2 separate regions of the Zea mays genome follow, and region 1 is linked to region 2. Evidence: chromatin contacts called from public Hi-C data. All regions are on one chromosome and are shown on one strand. The core of a region is the stretch at or near the end of the contact, and the rest is flanking DNA. Distances in the headings are between cores, read along the strand shown. Region 1 holds the start of LOC103643836. Region 2 holds the start of LOC103643835 (protein UPSTREAM OF FLC).

The links. Hi-C and Micro-C count contacts between places; a contact is called where the count stands out from the background.
Region 1: a contact with region 2 is called in a Hi-C map of tassel, with 3 times the contacts expected there. The contact joins the promoter of LOC103643836 here to the promoter of LOC103643835 in region 2. A contact is called at or near these places in 10 of 25 Hi-C or Micro-C datasets (ear, endosperm, leaf and 5 more).

The regions. Positions count from the first base shown.
Region 1 is chr1:269,384,074-269,387,616 of Zm-B73-REFERENCE-NAM-5.0, reverse strand. It overlaps LOC103643836, which reads left to right and starts at 1,396. Exons shown (of 9, transcript NM_001347070.1): 1 at 1,396-1,954; 2 at 2,316-2,402; 3 at 2,544-2,942. The coding sequence starts at 1,699.
Region 2 is chr1:269,203,443-269,206,954 of Zm-B73-REFERENCE-NAM-5.0, reverse strand. It overlaps LOC103643835 (protein UPSTREAM OF FLC), which reads left to right and starts at 2,044. Exons shown (of 7, transcript XR_561334.2): 1 at 2,044-2,938; 2 at 3,024-3,356; 3 at 3,479-3,512.

The sequences.
Region 1 (3,543 bases), core at 147-2,646, 180 kb before region 2:
CGGACACTATCCGGTGGCACACTGAACAGTCAGGTGCGCCAGACTAGGGCACACTCATGTTTCTTGCTCCTTTGAATTTGAACCCTATATTTAATCTTTTATTGGTTTGAGTTGAACCTTTATGCACCTGTAGAACATATATTATAGAGCAAACTAGTTAGTCCATTATTTGTGTTGGGTATTCAACCACCAAAATTAGTTATAGAAAAAGGTTAATCCTATTTCCCTTTCACACATGTCCGGTGGGTGCGGGCTAGTGACCGTTGGCGTGGGCCACGCGTCGCCCGCTGATCGCGCTGCCGACCGTTGGCGAGGGCGTTGTTGGCTCACCGGACAGCCCGGTGCACACCGGACAGTCCAGTGAATTTTAGCCACGGCGCACTCGGTGATTTCCCGAGAGCAACGAGTTCGTTGCTGAGTCAGTGTCCGGTGTGCCAAGGGGACCGAGGGCTAGGCGAGACGAGGACTTAAGGACGAGTCGTTCTTCCCTCAGGAGAAAAACTTTAAAGGAGAGCTGGCTAAAGCCAACGAAACACCCTAATTTTAGAGTTGCAAACTCTATGGAGTTTTGAGAGCTATAACATAATTTTTTGTAATATCTCTTTTGTTGCTCTGAAATCCTTAAAAATACGACTTAGGCACGGAGTTTGAAGTTATTTACCCACTACTGGTTATGAGAAAGAAATATAGAATCTACAGTAGAGCTCCTCCACCTAAAGTTGAAATATAGATGCTATAGAGTGAAGCGGAATCATGTCAAACACCCAGGAGATTAGGACCGCCTTCGCATTTTTCTTCTATTTGAAGTCTCTATTTGTTTTGTCAAAAGAATCTCTAATTGATGGATAGAGATACTGATACATATATTATATAAACCATTTTTTAGTTGTAGATGTGTTATAGGAAAAACAATAAGATTTACTAGGACGCACACACGTAGAAATAAGATTTTTTTTCATAAAAGAAGTACATCAATAATAAGATATCAGAAGCATATATCAATAAGATAGCTGACAAAACTAACCCGATTTTAACCAAACAGGCTCGTAAGTTCGCTGGCAGCGTGACAACTGACAATACTAGTGCCAACTCAAGTGTAACCTCACCTGTACCGGTCAACAGTGGCACACATACCATCTCTACGACTACGACGGCATCACGTCACAGGTTCCCCAGCCCGTGCCAACCCCAACCACAAGGGAGGAAAGCGCCGGGTCCACCCAACTAGAAAGCCACCACGAACGAAACGACCAGCCGCCTACCAAGGACCGCGTCCATGCGCGTCGCGACGACGCCTACCGCCCCCGCAAGCCGCAGTCCCACCGCCGCGCTCCTCCCCGGACCGCCCCACTCGTGTGGAAGGCCAAACCGGCAAGTGAAGGCGAACTTGCGAAAGCCAGAAGTAGGACGAAACGGAGGCGCACCGCACCGCAGCTAGCCCACGCCACCACCTCCTCCAGACCTCCACCTCATTCTCTCCCACCACCACCTCCACCACAAAGTTCGCGTTGCGCCGCGCCCGGCCCCGCCCAGCCGCGCGGCTCGTCTCGTCTCGTCCCTCTTCGAAATCCTCCCACGCAATCGCCTCCCCGCACCCCTGCCCGTGTGACGCGGCCTCGCACTGCCACCGCCCCCCACCCCGGTCCCCCGGGGCGCCGATCTCGTGTCGCGTCGCCCGGGCGAGGAGGAGGTGGGAGGATGGGGGCGTGCGTGTCGCGGCCCAGCGCGTGCGTGGGCAAGCCCCACTCGCCGCGGTCCGGCGATGCCAGCGGCCGCTCGGGCGGCGGGGGTGGGACGCGGCGGAGGCGCAGCCGCCGCGTAGGGAAGGGGCGGAGGACGGCGCCGTCGCGCGCCGCGTCGATGGAAACCATTCAGGAGGCCGAGGTGCCCGGCTCGCCGTCCGCCGCCGCCGCCGCCGCCGATCACCGGACGTACAGCAACCCCGCGTTCCAAGGTGGGTGGGTCGGTGGGTGAACGGATGGGCTGCTTTCTCTTCTCCCCCGTGCGCCTTGCGCCCGCGCTGCTGGTTTCGGGGTCTGGATTCTGATATTCGGGGGACCATGGGCGCGAGATTGCGCGCTCTTCGGACTTCGGGGTTAAAAGTTAAATTACTGCATCTGGGGATCGTGTGCGTCAAGCAATAGCTACTCACTTTTTTAATTCGTAGCCCCGGAGGCTTTGCGATCCTATTCTGTAGAGTGGGGTTGCAGCTAGTATCTGGGGGCTGGGGCAGTACGCGTCGCAGTTCGTTTCGTCAACTCGTACTCGATACTCCAATATGACCTGACGTGATTTCGGGGTATCTCGTGCTGCAGTGTCCGGGAGCATTGAGGAGGACTGGTACGATTCCTTGGCGATGAGCGAGTCGGATGCCGAAGACGATTTCCACAGCGTGCAAGATGGTAAGAGCGATGTCGTAGTAGCCTTGTAGCCAGGTCCCCCGCACAGCATTGTTCCAATTATTAGCTGAACCTGCTGAGTTTTCGCCCCCATTTTAACATGCCTTTCCATTTAACTGATTGAACTTATTTGTTATCTTACAGATGCTTTCTCATTGAATGGCTTCGAGAATGAAGCTGCATTGAGCATGAAAGATGGCAACGGTGGGAGCTTCAATGGAGCTGCGCAATCAGGCGAGCAGCACCATAAAAAGCCAAAGTCCAGCGAACTGTCGAAGGGGAGCTCGGAGAATGGTGTAAGGACGTCCATTAGCCATGAAGATGCGGTGAGTGTTTCTGGTGCGGATACCACGCACGGTGGAGGTAGGATACTGGACAATTGCGGGCTTCTGCCGAATAATTGTCTGCCATGCATTGCCTCTGCTGTTGGGGTGAACGAGAAGAAGAGAACTCCCTCGAGCCCTACTCATTCAATGAAGATGCCTTCTTTGAAGCTTTCCTTCAAGAAGAAGTCAGGGGAAGCTCATCCATCTTCCACACTACGTAAGCATTTCTTCATAAGTCATTTGGGTAAGAGTTACTAGGAGTTAAGACGCCCTTCTCAAAAGCTGATTGGTTCCTGTCCGCTTAATGAAAAACGTGCTGTGCCCCATCGCGAAAAAAAAAGCTGAACTGGAGTTTGTACCAAATTCTCCCCGACATCTATACTTCTCAATAATTCTTTGTTTGATGAGTTTAAACTTTGCCAGCAACTTGCTTGTTCTCTTAGTCTCTTTTATGGCATACTCCTGGGGCAGTTTATTAATCAACAAAGAAAAGGCAAAAGCTAGCACTGAGAACTGATGCTTTTGAGTACTGAGGCTGAGCTCACCAATATGAATAAGTGGACGTGCAAAACACTCTTCTGGCACTGTAGAGTGTAGACAACGTGGAATGTGAAATAGGCCGCAAGATAGACATTCACTGGTGACCTCAGCTTGACAAATCTTCATCGCTTGCATGGTCACCAGTCATATCAATCATGTTCCATTTAATGGTAGCATTGTATGACTGTTGCATTGGTACACACTGGAAAGTTAAGATTCCATAGTTGTACTCATTGGCCGTCTGCAGAGTTCTAGAGAAACATAACACGTATGTATGG
Region 2 (3,512 bases), core at 795-3,294:
ATAGATGGCCAATTGGAACTAACACGATGGACCAGTCCAGACATGACACGAAAAGGCACGACCCAGGCACAACCCGGCCCGGCTAGTATAGTGCCGTGCCTGGGCCGCCATCTCGACCCATAGTGCTGGCACAGGCACGACACAGTTACATTTTTTATTTTAAAGATAATAGTTTACATATATTAAGTATAATAATTCAACATATAACACAATAAAATTACAACCGCATTGGCTAGGTTGGTGTGTTTAAGTCTCTCATATACGTGGGTGTGTGTTTAAGCCTCATAGCTACACATTTTTTTGTTAAATTATACAATATACTCAGATGGGCCAGCGCGCTACCGGGCCGGCCCGGCACGGCTAGCAGACACATGGTTATTTTCTTTTCACTTCCATGGAGATTTATGTGTCGTTCGGTGGGCTTCTGATGTTACATAGATGTGCCTTTCCACTGTTGGTAGCTTCGAGCTTGATTAGAGACTCTTTTCATTGCTGCTAGTTTATATTTCCTGCCAAAAAGATAATTGTTCATTAAGGATCTTTAACCGATGTTTTTTGTTATTTTCTGGAGACCTATATGTTCATCGACCAAACTTGTTTTTGTATTAGTGTATAATATTATTGTCACTGTTTTTATGTCGTGGACTATATTTTTTGTACGTCATTGAAACTACCCATAAATTTGTCACTGTGTATCAGTGTATGTGTATGCAGTTGGCTTGATGTGAGACAATAAGCTGAACCCACTAGGTTTCCACCCAATTACAGGTTGGTTTGGGGTCAATAATATTATTGGGTATTGGGTTTAATTTTATTCTTATATTTTAGAGTGGATGTGAGATGGATATCAAAGTTATTATATTTAGGTATGGATGGAAGTGGATTGGATTTTTTTGCCATTAGCATGCCTATACTTAGAAAACTAACCGAGATCTCTAGTTTGTACATATCCTTAAGGACTGATTTGGTGACCCGGGATCCCGAGAAGAAGAAATCCTCTTGCTATTCAAAATTGAACTACAAGGGAATTTCTCCCCCATGGTTCCCCTTGGGATCCCTAATCACCAAATCAGCCCTAAGGTATGTACAAACCCATTTAACGTGGAGTTTCTAGTTTTTTTTTTTTTTTTTTGAAAAGTGTCCATTTCCAAATAATTATTTGTACATAACTTAAAGAAATAGAATTATATTGTACAGTTCTTTAACTATCTCTTGTACTCTTATCCTTGTAAAACTGATTCATGGTCTCGGAAACGTCCCTATACTGCGTGATTGGATTACGTGGTTGGATGGTTGTGCGCGTACAGCTAGGCTCGTGCAAGCCTTGTCCACCAGATACGACCGTTTCATGCGTATGTGCAGGTACAGTCAAATAAGCCTATGCTACATTAGTTCTTGCACGGTCAGCCTCTTAGATGCATCGAATCAAACACGCTACTTTAGATCATGGTCAATGCATATAAGTCTTGGCTCTCATTGTGCGGACAACTAAACGCTTGGCTAGTGACTCCGTAGGACATTCGGCACGCATAAAAGCTGTTGTATCATAAAGCTGGAAGCTTTTCGTACACGGCGCTCTACAATGATTTACCACGCCAGCCCTTTTCACCGTCAGAGGGGTCTTCCGGGCCGGCTCGGGCGGCATCGGCGGCACCACACTAAGCCTAGACGCAGGCGCAGGGCAGCTCGGCGCGCCACAAGGTCAGCCTGAGATGCGGTGAGGACAGGCTCTGATTTCTTTTGTTTGCTTGGAGCGGGGAGCCGTGGACTGTGTTTGCCTTTTTTTTTTCTTTTCTGTTTGATAGGTACTCCAGGATAAAACAATCTTTCAGCTGGTTGTTGCACCCGGAGGGATAGGGTCATGGCTATTTCTCTGTTTGGTAGTAGAAGGGTCAAGTCTCGTCAAGAGGGGTGTGTCTCCTCTGTCCCGTGCGTGCCGCTACCGGACGCCAACGAACCAATCCACGTCTCCACACCGCAATGGGAGGGAGGGAGGTCCATGATTAACCCACCCGGTGCTTGCACTTTCCGCCAATGACCGCCGAGCCGTCTCCGGCCTCCGCGCTCCGCGGCTAGGCAGGCATTGGCGCGACGGGCGCAAGCGCAATCAATGCCACCGGCTCCCCTCCTGTTCTCTTCCCGTCGCCCGCATCCGCAGTCCCAGTCCCAGTACCCGCTGCTTTATTCCCCTGCGCCATACATACTGCCGTTTGACCTCGAGCTCCTGGCTGCGCCCCTGCTGGCCCGTGCTCTCTACCCCTTTTCCCTTCCCCGCCATTAACCTGACGCGCACCAGGCGCAGGCCGCCGCAGACTCGCCGTCGAGAGGACGAGGGAAAAAGTCATTCCCTTGCCTGCTTCTGCTCGCCCGAAAAGGCTCCCGTTCTGCAGGCCCGCCCCGCCCCGATTCAATGCAGCCATTGCCTTGTTGAGCTCGTCTCGTCCCGCTGCTTTCCCTCTCGTCGTGCTCCTCCCCACGCGGCCACGCCACGCCTCGCTGTAAACCGACCCTGTTGAGGCTTGGACGCACCCGCGTGTCCGCGCCTGCCTCCCATCCCACGCCCCCTCCCCTCCACTCCACTCCACTCCCGCGCCGTCACCGGCCGGGGGGAAAGCTCCAACCGAGGGGTTTTTGTTTGTACGCGCCCGTTTGGCCCTTGCTGTGGTCACATCGCCCGCTCCCCCGCTGCAGCAGCGCCAAAGATATGAGAGGAAAGTTTGGGATCAGTTCCCCGGTGCCCCGCCCCCTCATGTGCCCGCGCCAGTGACCTCGAAAAGGACCGCGCGCCGCGCCTTGCCCCGTGCCCAGCCGACTCTCTCTCTCTCTTCTCGTCCCGATTCTGATCTGGTTGCCGGCACCAGCGAGGTCCAGTCTCGGCGCCGCCGGCGAATGCAGGGTCTGGAGGCGCCCGCCCGCTAATCTCGACTTGGAGCTCGAGGTACCCCTCCCTCACTCCGCTGCAGACTCGTCCCCTGTCCTTGTCTTGTTTATATTATTTAATTACTCGATGGGAAATTGGGAAGTTGCCAGGCTTGCATTTTGTGCCGCCGTCGTCTGATGTGATGTAACTGAAGGGCAGCAGGGGCAGCCACAAGCCAGCCAGCCAGCCGCGGGTTTTCCGGATTCTCTCCTGCTGCTGACGCGACTTCAGTTTCTTCCTAGGAGGGGGAGGAGCGTGTGAAACTCAGGTTGGGCGAGGATGGAGAGCCGGGGGCGGCGGCCGCGGAGCCCCGAGCGCCGGAGGCCGGCGGCGCGGAAGGTGCCGGTGGTGTACTACCTCACCCGGAGCCGCCACCTCGAGCACCCGCACTTCGTCGAGGTGCCGCTGGCCTCGCCGGAGGGGCTCTATCTCAGAGGTAAGCTAGCGGATGCGCGTCCTCGTATCCAAATTCCAGTTTTCTCCGCGGGTGCTCGTCTACCGACGATGGCTTATTTTCTGCTCTTTTTCCCGGGGTGGCGGCGGGCGGGCGGGCTTCAGATGTGATTAATCACCTGAACATGGTGCGCGGCAA